Regions from separate parts of the Ovis aries genome. Here region 2 is linked to region 1. A link is a contact called in public Hi-C data. All regions are on one chromosome and are shown on one strand. The core of a region is the stretch at or near the end of the contact, and the rest is flanking DNA. Distances in the headings are between cores, read along the strand shown.

The links. Hi-C and Micro-C count contacts between places; a contact is called where the count stands out from the background.
Region 2: a Hi-C map of tail adipose tissue shows a contact between it and region 1, with 5 times the contacts expected there. The contact joins the promoter of RNF111 here to the promoter of MYO1E in region 1. A contact is called at or near these places in 3 of 16 Hi-C or Micro-C datasets (hypothalamus and tail adipose tissue).

The regions. Positions count from the first base shown.
Region 1 is chr7:49,115,781-49,121,376 of ARS-UI_Ramb_v3.0, reverse strand. It overlaps MYO1E (myosin IE), which reads right to left and starts at 2,688. Exons shown (of 28, transcript XM_004010559.5): 1 at 2,313-2,688. The coding sequence starts at 2,315.
Region 2 is chr7:49,460,044-49,465,639 of ARS-UI_Ramb_v3.0, reverse strand. RNF111 (ring finger protein 111) reads left to right here and starts at 3,304. Exons shown (of 15, transcript XM_060417856.1): 1 at 3,304-3,654; 2 at 4,184-4,240. The coding sequence starts at 4,236.

The DNA.
Region 1 (5,596 bases), core at 1,439-3,938:
AAATAGTAAACATAATAGCTAAAGTTTCTCACTATTGAAGCTGCCTATGCTCTGTTCTAAGGCAACTTCACAAATCTAGTGCACAGACTTAATTTTGCAAACCAGTGAAGAAATGATTCATTTCATTTTTGCCAAATTATTCTAGATCCAGTAGATGGAGTGACTGATGGCACAGCTCCTATTTCAGGACAGCCAGCTGTTCCAACTTTTCCGTCAGGGTATCGTGGCCTCAGCAACCGTATCTGATGCACTGATAGTCTCCTGGCACCCTATAGTACTGCCATCTGTGCTGTTGCCAGGGAACGCATCAATAGGTAAGTCAGACCCCATCCTTGTCGACTGACACCCTACACACTCTGGAAACAACTCTTCCTTAGAGCATGTTTCTTCTGCATCCACTTCACCATCCACCTACTTCAACAGCAATGGACTGAATTGAGCGACGAGTCTCCAAGGTCCCTAGAAAAGGCATCCCACAGTAGGTGACTCAGACAGTAAAGAATCCACCTGCAATGCAGGTTCCGTCCCTGGGTCCGGAAGATGCCTTCAAGAAGGGAATGGTTGGCTGCTCACTCCAGTATTCCTGCCTGGAGAATTCCACGGACATAGGAGCCTGGCAAGTGGGCTACGGTCCATGGGGTCACAAAGAGTGGGACACAGTTGAGTGACTAAACACACACACACAGTACTTTTTAGCCTCTACAGCATGAAAAATGAGTCAACAAGGTAAAGTTAATTTTCTCAAGGTACCACTCAACTATTTAAATTCAGTAAGATTCTTCAAGCTCTTGACATAAAACACATTGATTTTTCTTTTTTTGGAAATATTTAACCATGGAAAATAATTATAGCAATTCTAAAGTACTTAAATTTAAGTAGCCAATTAGGCTGTGGCCCAGTTTAGGTATCTCCACCCTAATACACAGTTTAAGTAACTGGTTCTCTATAAAGGTTCCAAAAATAATGTGGGGTGGGCTGACTTCTTAAATCCTAAAACTGAAAGGGAAATTTTATTTACAGATTAAGTACCCTCTTAGGTAGAAACAAGGGTGACATAACTTTGGACTAAGTGAAAACAAAACAAAACAAAAAGCTTTGGTCAAGGGTGCCCCTTTAAAGATTTTTGTGTGGTTGCTTTTAATCATTCTTTTGAATAAACACAGCACTGGATCAAGTGCTCCTTTTAGTTGTAAGTTTCTATGTGCCTTTGCTAATTTCCCCCAGCTCCTGCAGGATAGAGATTTTTAAATTAGTGCTGCACGGGTTATCATTTTTACTTAGCGCCACTTTCACAGTCACTTAAAAAAAAAAAAAAACAACAACAACAGAAGAGGACCAGCGGAGTCCTAAGTCAGATTAGTTGAAAAGAAGCAAGTGTGGAAACTATGAAGCCTTGGGGTAAAACTTCCCCCCTCCCCTCCGCTGATGGACTGCCAATCTCTTCAAAATAGAGCCCTTGCTTTTGTGCTTTGGAAAGAAAAGTACACACCACGCCAAACCCCAAGGGCTGTGGCTAAGGTTATGGGGGGCGGGGTAGTCCAGGCGGGACATTGTGGGGTAGAGGAAAAGTCAGAAACGAGTCAGAAAAAGAGCCAGCCACTTCCATCAATTTCCCAAGTACCGAAGGAAAAAGAACAAAAAACTCGACTTCCTCCTCTGCGAACCGTCTGCTGTACACCCGAAAAGTGCCAGCCACCTCGCACTTGGAGAAAAGGGAGGGTGGTGTTTACTCGGCCTTTTTGGTGCCAAGACCCTCCCGGCCGGCGCGGCTCTCAGCTGCCCGGGGCACCCTCGCCCGCAGCCGCCTGCCCACCGCCAGGTGCTCGCCCTACCTGGCGCCCGGCTGCCTTTGTGCGGCCGCGTCGCCCCCGCCGGCGCGCGGATGCCAGCGGGACAACTGCGGCGCTGCCGGGCGGCCGGGGAGGAGCGGGGTCCGTGGCGCCGGTGCTGCGGGCGGCCGCTCCTACCTTCCCAGCCGGGAGAAAGCGATGCCCATCCCCTCCCGGGGAGCCGTGCCCCTGAACTTGGATCTCCCCGGCTTCCGACAGCTGGCAGCCATAGCCAACCGGCCTCGAAAAGTTTGGCGACGCCGAAAGCGACTTGAAAGAAAGTTTTCCTTGGCCCCCCACTCCCTCTCCCCGAGCCCGGGTGGAGGAAAAGCGGCAGGAAATCAGGACTCGCGACGTGCCGGCTCCGGCGTCCACCTTCTCCTCTCCCGGCCTCGGCAGCGCGCCCAAGGTGGGTGCCCCGCGCCCGGGCTTCCCGCCCCATCCCCGGGTCCGGCGTCCCGGGACGCCGCGCGGCCAACTCACCATGGTGACTCGCGCCGCGATCGCGCCTCTGGCGTGTCCCGCTGCCGGGGAGCTGGGGCTGGAACGCAGTCTCCTGGGCGAACTTCAGAAGTTGGTTCCCTTCGCCAAAAACAGGCTCTCGACAACCCAAGGACTCACAAGAACCAATGGGAACCCTGGGGGGACTCCATCCAGGCGGGATCGGCGGCGGTAGGTGAAGGCGAGCAGGAGGCTGCTTAGCAGGCGGGGCGCATACTGCGGAGGACCAGGGTCCACCCAGACCCAGCGCTCGCCGCCCCGCCTAGGTGAGTGCAATGCTCTCCGCGCGTCCCACGAGCTGCCCTGCCTTGCTCCTCTTTCTTCGGCCACTTACTCCGTACTCCTCTGGCTGAGCCTCGACTCGGGCAGGGCAATCTGTCCATAAATGGAGAATTCAGCTCTGGCCTGACCAATCAGGGTTTGTTTTTACAGCGTCACTCCTCAGGGAAACCGTAGTAGCCAACAAGCTTGTAGCTGTTGGAGTTTCCAAAGCCCTCTGGATCCTGTAGTCCTCCTCCACGCCAGCCTCCAGAAAGCGCTGCTGACCTGGCTCGCTCCCTCTTGCAATCCCTGAACTGGTAAGAAGAAAACCACTCTGTGAAAGAGAAGTAAACTGGAAAACTTTTTTTTTTAACGCCAAAGTTAGAGTAAGTGTAGCTGAAGTGTATGTTTTTCCCATAGCTTCTTTTTTTTTTTTTTTTAAGAAGAAGGAAATATTTTATCAGCATAAAAGATCAGAGTCATGGCAGCAGCCCAAAGGAAATCCTTTTTCTTTCCAACGTCTGGATTGTGAGGAAAGTCAAAAATATCGTTGCCCCCACCCTTTCTTTCACCTGAATTTCCTTGGAAAACAAAGGAAGGCTTTTTAAGGGGGAGGAGAGGAAGGGGCGTTTTTGATGGCGAAGAAATTGCACGTGCACTAAGCCCAAGGACAGGGGAGAGAGGCGTGGGAAGGACGCCCACCCAATCTCAGTCGGCACAGATCTGCTGATGACAATTTGAGTTACAATCAAGCATCGGGTGGGCAGTGAGGAGACGATTGGGGTGGGGGGGAAAGCAGAATCCTGAAATAAATTAGAGCAGCTGATGTTTTCAGGGTTCAGAAGTAAACATGCTGGGTCATAACAAGATAGTCCTCTCTGGATCTATGGTAGGTAAGATTTGAAAACTTCCGGGCGCAGAAAAACTACCAAGCATAATGATTCACTGTGATTTGCTTTATGAACTTTGGGGGTAACCCTTCACTTGAATAAAGGATCCTCGAGTCGGAAGGGATGTTAAAAATCCTCTTGTCTGGAATGGGTAAACAAAATGTAGTATATCCACAGAATAGAATATTATCCAGCTGTTAAAAAGGAAGTACTAACAACGTGCTGCTACAACATGAACCTTGACAATATTAAGTGAAAGCATCCAGGAAAAAAGACGCCATGTTATATGATTCCATTTATATGAAATTAGAAAATCCACAGAGGCAGAAATCGATAACATTGATTTCCAGGGACTGGGGAGAGAGGTGAAATGAAGTGAAAGTCGCTCAGTCCTGTGTGGGAATAATTGCTAATAGTTCTGTGTTTCCTTATTGGTGAAAATATTCTGGAGATGGTAGTACAACTTTGTGAATATACTACAATACAAACCACTGAATCGTGCATTTTAAAAGGGTGAACCTTATAGTATGTGAATTATATCTCTGTCTTAAAAATTGAAAGATCATGTTGACCAAATTCTTGTCCTCATCTACACAGGAAGGCAAATAGATGTAATTGAATGACCTAATCATGGCCACTATGAATATAGTGGTCTCTGACTTCATCAAGCTTACAATTTTAAAGGGAGGGAGACAAAAGATAAATTTTAAAACAATAAATAATTACAGGAAAGATACAACTATAAGAAGAAGTAAAAGTAGTTTTGTACACGGAAGTACCATATTTGAAGCTATAGGTTAGATAGTTGATCTGAAAGCATTCCGTAGCACAGACTGGACAGGAAACCCTCGAGGCATCTGTTGAGCACTCATTAGGTCCGTACAGGTGTGATCATAGGCTAAGTATATTCGGATGTGATTCATTATTCTCAGGTAAATCCATGTCTCAGGGGCATGTCAGCTTCAAAATATGAGCAAGTATCTTAAAAACTAATGAACAGGGTATAGTAATTCAAAGAGAAAAAGAACACTAAAGCCTTTATTCCAAACATGAACTATTTCACTTCAACTTGGATATTTGTTAAATTTAATTTTTCGTTTTCTATGAATAGTCCTTCTTTTCATACAACCAATCCATGTATTACTCTTTATGTGTTGTTTGCATATAATATTTGAATAGTCATTCTAAAAGCCTTAAAAAAAAAAAAAAAAGACCTAATGAGTAGGGAATTCCCTGGCAGTCCAGTGGTTAGGACTCAGTGCTTTCATTGCAGGGCCAGGTTCAATCCCTAGTCCGGGAACTAAGATCCCCAAGTGGAGTGGCAAAAAAAAACACTAATGAACAGAGGTTACCAAAAGGGAAATTTGAACTTATTAGGAATCTATCACCAGCTTATCAGTCTTGGATTTATCTAAAACTACCTTGAAACTGTTTTTCAGTTGTATTAGCATTTAAGTGTCTTTTTATGTAGACCATTTTTAAAGTCCTTATTGAATTTATTACAATATTGCTTCTGTAATATGTTTTGGCTGGAAGTTATATAGTATCTCAGAGAAGGCAATGGCAACCCACTCCAGTACTCTTGCCTGGAAAATCCCATGGATGGAGAAGCCTGATCGACTGAACGACTTCACTTTGACTTTTCACTTTCATGCATTGGAGAAGGAAATGGCAACCCACTCCAGTGTTCTTGCCTGGAGAATCCCAGGGACAGAGGAGCTTAGTGGGCTGCCGTCTATGGGGTCGCACAGAGTCGGACACGACTGAAGTGACTTAGCAGCAGCAGCAGCAGCATGTAGTATCTTAGCTCTCTGACCAGGGATCGAACCTGCACCCCCTGCATTGAAAGGTAAAGTCTTAACCACTGGACTACCAGAAAAGTCCCTGAGATTTTTTTTAAGTCCTTACTTTTATTTGCCCTAATAGTCTCTTTCCAGTTTCCAGAAGAAGTCCCAGCTCTAGTAGGTACAACTTTGATGAAGATATCTGCTTGTGTTCATTTTTCATGATTATGTAATATAATTCTTTCCAAAATGAAATATAAATATATAGATTAATGGTTATGTCTAGGCAGTACTTAGAATATGAGATTTCATGCACATAAACTTGAATCTG
Region 2 (5,596 bases), core at 2,055-4,554, 340 kb before region 1:
ACTGGAGTGGGTTGCCATTTCCTTCTCCAGTGCATGAAAGTGAAAAGTCAAAGTGAAGTCGCTCAGTCGTGTCCGACTCTTCGCGACCCCATGGACTGCAGCCCACCGGGGTCCTCCATCCATGGGATTTTCCAGGCAAGAGTGCTGGAGTGGGGTGCCACTGCCTTCTCTGAAAAATATCTCCATATAGCATCAAATAATCGCTGGGAGTCAAAACCAACCCCAGTTGAAAACCTCTGTTCTAAAATGTAGACAAGTTGCTGAAACTGCTCCTGCTTACTGATCTCCATACTGTGAAACTAACAGACATTTCATGTCCCTCACCGTTCACTTCTTTATTGAAACTTTTCCTCATTGGTGCTGTTTGTTACATGTTTATCACTTTCTTTCTGGCCCACGCATAGCCTTGTGGGACTCTTTTTAATTTTTCAGCTCTTAAAATGTCAGGCTTCTCTGTCTCGTCTCACTTCTACTCTGTGTGGCCTCATCAGAACTATTCTGGCTGTCACACTCTGTGTGAATGAGTCCAGATCTCTGTCTTCAGCCCAGACCTCTCTCCTAAGCTTCAAACAGCTTATTGGAATCTCCACTTTGGGTAAATTCAACTTGCCCAACATAGGAAGTAATACTTTCCTTTCTCTCAATCTCCTCCCTTATCCTAACCAGTTGAAAGGTCCAGACCCCAAAGTTGGGTTTTTCAAGCCTGTGTCTCTTTCTTGAATGGTGCCACCACCCAAGCATTCACCATAAATCTGGAAGTCTCTGAGATTCCCCTCCTTCACCTTCTAGAACCACATAGTTATTCATTCTTCTTATTGTTTCTGTCCCTTCCTGCTCATTTCTACTACCCGCACCCCTTTTTACCTGCAATTCTGACTGGTCTTTGCTCCTCTCCTCTTGGCCTTCTCTGTCTGTCCTCTACTTGCCTTATAGAATGGTGTCTTTAATCAAATCTGATTATTTCTCCTCTGATTGATACCCTTTAACAGCTTCTCATGGTTTGAAATATAAAATAGTTAAAATTCCTTTTCCTAGCAAAAATCTTACTTAATACATTTCTGTCTACTTTGCTTCCCTTATCTCCTGAGACGTTCCTTGCAGGATACATTCAGTAGATCTTAGTAGAGAATTTGTTTCACGATGTTTCAACTAGAGGATTCTGTAGCTTAGTATTGCTAATCTTTCTGTGGGCAATGCCCTATTTGCTTTATGTAACTGTCTTATTAATGTTGCAAAATTTAAAGGTTACCTTCTCTTGGTTTGACTACAGTATTCTGTCTTTGTGTTCTCAGAGCGTGAGTGTGTCATCCTATACCTTCCACGTTATATTCTAAATAGTGGGCTTGCTTTCTGGGTCTTCTCAAATACTTCAAGTAAAACAGTGGTCATGTATCTAGTACTCACAATGCTCAGCACAATGTCTAGCACATAGTAAGTACTTGATAAATATTTGTTATACAAATGAATAATACCAAATATACGAAAGACCTGAACTGGTACAGAGTACAGAGAGGAATGGGTGGATTTTCAATATTTGAAATGTTTCATTGGCAGAATTGGAAGTACTTACTGCCTGATTAGAGGTAGGGAGTGAGGAACAGAGAGTTATCAAATATGACCATTATGTTCCTCATTAGATAACTTGGTCCTATTGAAAGAGACAGTGAAACCTGAGATGGATGAGATTTAAACACTATATATGTACATTCATTTATTTATTTTGGACAAGATGCATTAGAATTGCCTGTGAGACATAACCAGTAAACAGCCATATGGGTCTGGATCCCAGTTAGCACTGTGCAACAGAAGTATCACATAAGTTACTAACATAGTTTAAAATTTTTAACCTGCTTTTGATTTTTAAAACTTGAGGTATAATTGACATTTTCTTTCTTTTCTCCCCGACCTTCCTTTCTTTTTGGAGACAGATTTACAAAGTTCAAATCAATTAGACACCTGCTATTTTCATCACCGAATTTTTTTTTTTTTAATTTTCAAAAATCACTGCAGATGGTGACTGCAGCCTCCTTGGAAGAAAAGCTTTGACCAACCTAGACAGCATATTTAAAAACAGAGACATTACTTTGCCAACAAAGGTCCATCTAGTCAAAGCTATGGTTTTTCTAATACTCATGTATGGATGTGAGAGTTGTACCATAAAGAAAGCTGAGTGCGAAGAATTGATGCTTTTGAATTGTAGTGTCGGAGAAGACTTGAGAGTTCCTTGGACTGCACGGAGATCAAACCAGTCAATCCTAAAAGAAATCAGTCCTGAATATTCATTGGAAGGACTGATGCTGAAACTGCAATACTTTTGCTACCTGATGCAAAGAACTGACTCATTGGAAAAGACCCTGATGCTGGGAAAGATTGAAGGCAGGAGAAGGGGATGACAGAGGATGAGATTGTTGGATGGCATCACCTACTTGATGGACATGAGTTTGAGCAAGCTCCAGGAGTTGGTGATGGGCAGGGAAGCTGGGCATGCTGCAGTCCATGGGGTCACAGGGTTGGACTTGACTGAGTGACTGAACTGAATGGATTCTTTTTCCATATAGGTTATTACAGAATATTGAGTAGAGTTCCCTATGCTATTCAGTAGGTTCTTGTTGGTTATCCATTTTACAGATAGTGCTGTGTACATGTCAACCCCAAACGCCCCATCTATCCCTATTCCCAACCCCTTCCCCAAACCTCTAAGTTCACTCACTGGAATTTGAAAGGAAGTTTTACTGATTCCAAGGCCTACATCCCTTTTGCCTACAGCCTATTAATGCAAGTAATGAAGCATCTGTTGTCTCCTGATTTTTATAAAATAAGAAAACGTATATGATTGTACAGTTAGTTCCCAGGATATCTATTACCATTTTTTATCTGATTTTGAAAGCAAATTCACCTCAACGGTGATGATCTCATTGGTAAGGATGATTTGAGTACCATTTGCTGTGACAGACTAAACCATGGCGTTTTTGTTCATTACCTTAAGTATAGTTATTAATTCTGTGGTTGTAACTTTCAGTTATGAAAAAAATCAACCAAGATGTAGTCAATATTTTGTTTAATACTGAACGCATTTCAAAAATGAACATAAAACGAGCTTTAGGACTTCGTTAGGTTTCGGCAACAGACTGATAAGGCGAGTACAAAGGGGGAGGGCCAGCGAAGAGGGAGCCGGACGGTGAGAAACAGGCATCTGAGCAAGCGCAGAAACAAACAGATGTTAATGGAGGATTGAAGGCTACTGCGCTCTCACTTTGCGAACTGTCGTAAAGCTTTGAGTGTCGTGCTTCCTCGGTAGAGGAGGGATTGGTTAGGCGGCGGCGACTGGAGAGCAGCAGCAGTGGCGGCGACGGTGGCGAGGTGTTCGGTCTGCGCAGCATAGAAACGCCCGCAGTTTCGGGGAACGAGTTCCCGTGGGACCAAATTAGGCATTCTGACCCTAAGCCGGGTCAGCTGGGCCGAACCAGGCGCTGCCGCTGGTACAGTTTTGGTGGCGGTGACAGACGCTGCTCTTGACCGTAGGGGCCTCTTAGGCCAACATCTGAGGCGCAGATCACTGGCTCTCGACGCATCCTCTTCCCCGCTCACATCTCCTGTCTTCCTTCCTGGGCCAGCGATTCCCAGAGCCTGGGAAGAGGGTGGCTAATGATTCAGGTGAGGGGGCCGGGGGGAGGGGATCGATTGGAGGCCGCGCGTGCGCGCAACGGGGGAGGGGCCGGGCTGGAGGGGAGAAAGAGGAAGGGCTGCGGCCGCGGAAGGCTGGGGTCGGCGGCCGGCCGGTTACTGCTGGCTCCGTTGTGGCTTAGGGTCGAGGTTTCCGCGGAAGATTTAATTGTGTTTGACAGAGCGTTCGTCTACAGACACACCCACCCTCCTCAGTAAAGGACGGTGGGTGAGGGGATTTCTTTCCCCTTTTTGACTCTCTAGAGTCTTAGGACAGGGGCTGAGGACTGAGGCGTGGGAGTGCGATTTGACAATGGAGTGATGAAGGTAACCCGCACCCGGGGAGTTGGAGGGCGCTAAGGCAGCCCTGACGGTTAGGGAGTTGCCTCCTTCTGTGATCAAGGAAACGTAGACCGCAGAACAGCAGAAATACAGACGCGTCAGATTTTGTAAAGAGTTGGTTGGCTGGCCATTAAAAAAGCTTAATATTTTTATTATTATCATTATTTTTTTTTTACAGAGTTTATCAGAGCCGGTAGCAATGTTGTTGTGGAAATATTTGTGCTGCAGAAATGAGGTTTGTCACATAGTTCTTAAATAGGTTAGAGTAGATCTTTACAGATAACTTAACTCAGGTCTAAGTTTTAACATTTAAAAAAATACCAGGAAGTATAGGGTGTTCGTTTAATTTGTTCGTGTTTGTAGTGTGGGGTGACTCCATTGTATTGCATGCTTTCCTGTTTCTTGATTTATGTGCAGGATGAATTTAGAGCTCTCTGGGGAGATAAGATGCCAGCTGACATAGATTTCATTTTATAGTTCATAACGCTTTTTGTACCTGACTTAATCCAAACTTTATTTCATTTGGTGTTTTATGTTTAATTTTCTTGTTTTAGGGATCTCTTTAACCAAAAAGCACAGACTGGGAAAAAGATAACTAAGGTTCCATTTCCTTTCCCATTTCTGTTTTTTTTTTTTTTTTTGTCATTGCTTTCAAATGTTAGTATGTGATTTGGATATCACATACAAGTTTTAAAATACTGATTTCACTAGAGTGAAAGTCTACATTTTGATACTTTGTTACTGTATGTTTTTGGTAAAAATTTTCATGTCAGTGTAAGCAGTTATTTTTCATTTCAAACAATAGCGTTTAGTTGTGTTTATGAGACAGAACAAGTAGAACCCTTTCACTCGGAAAAGAATCTTAATTATTTTTTAATGCCTTGCTTTGTTTTACTCTCGTCCATCTCTTGTCATTTTAACCTTGGACAAATGACATCTCTCCTGTGCATTTATTTGCCTCTACAATTCCTACTAGTATTCTAAGAACTGACAAGGGTATTTATGAATAGGTCTGAATAATATTGTAGGGAAACTAGGAAGAGTAGAGCCTCTTCTTGTTTATCAGGGTTGCTGTATCTTATGTGTATGGATCTTTCTGTCACTTTCCCCCTTAGTGTCTTTCGGTCACTTGCATGTTAGTTCTTCACTGGAGTTGGTTTTTGAAGAAAGATAAAGTAAGAAATAATTTCGTTTTGAATGCATCATAGTGGAAGTTTCACCTTCACAGGTTTCACATCAGTACTCAATTTCTGCAAGTAGTTGAAAAATAACTATACTGATCTTTAATATAAGAAGTCAACAATTTACTTGTTTAAAATGAAGGAATAATCAGCAGATATTTCTAAATAGTTATTTTCAGTTTAAAATGTAAACTGGAATAGAAACTTGATTGAATCAAACCAGTTAGTTTTTTTCAGACGTTTATTGTATTATTTTGTCAAAAAGGGGTTTCTATAACATGCTTTACTTAGAGTATAATTACAGGTGTCCTTGTTTTGACTTTTCCTCTGGTGACTAGGATTTCAATAGGAAAAAAAGAAGTGACATTACTAAAAATGATGTAAAGAATATTATAACTTGATATTAGCAT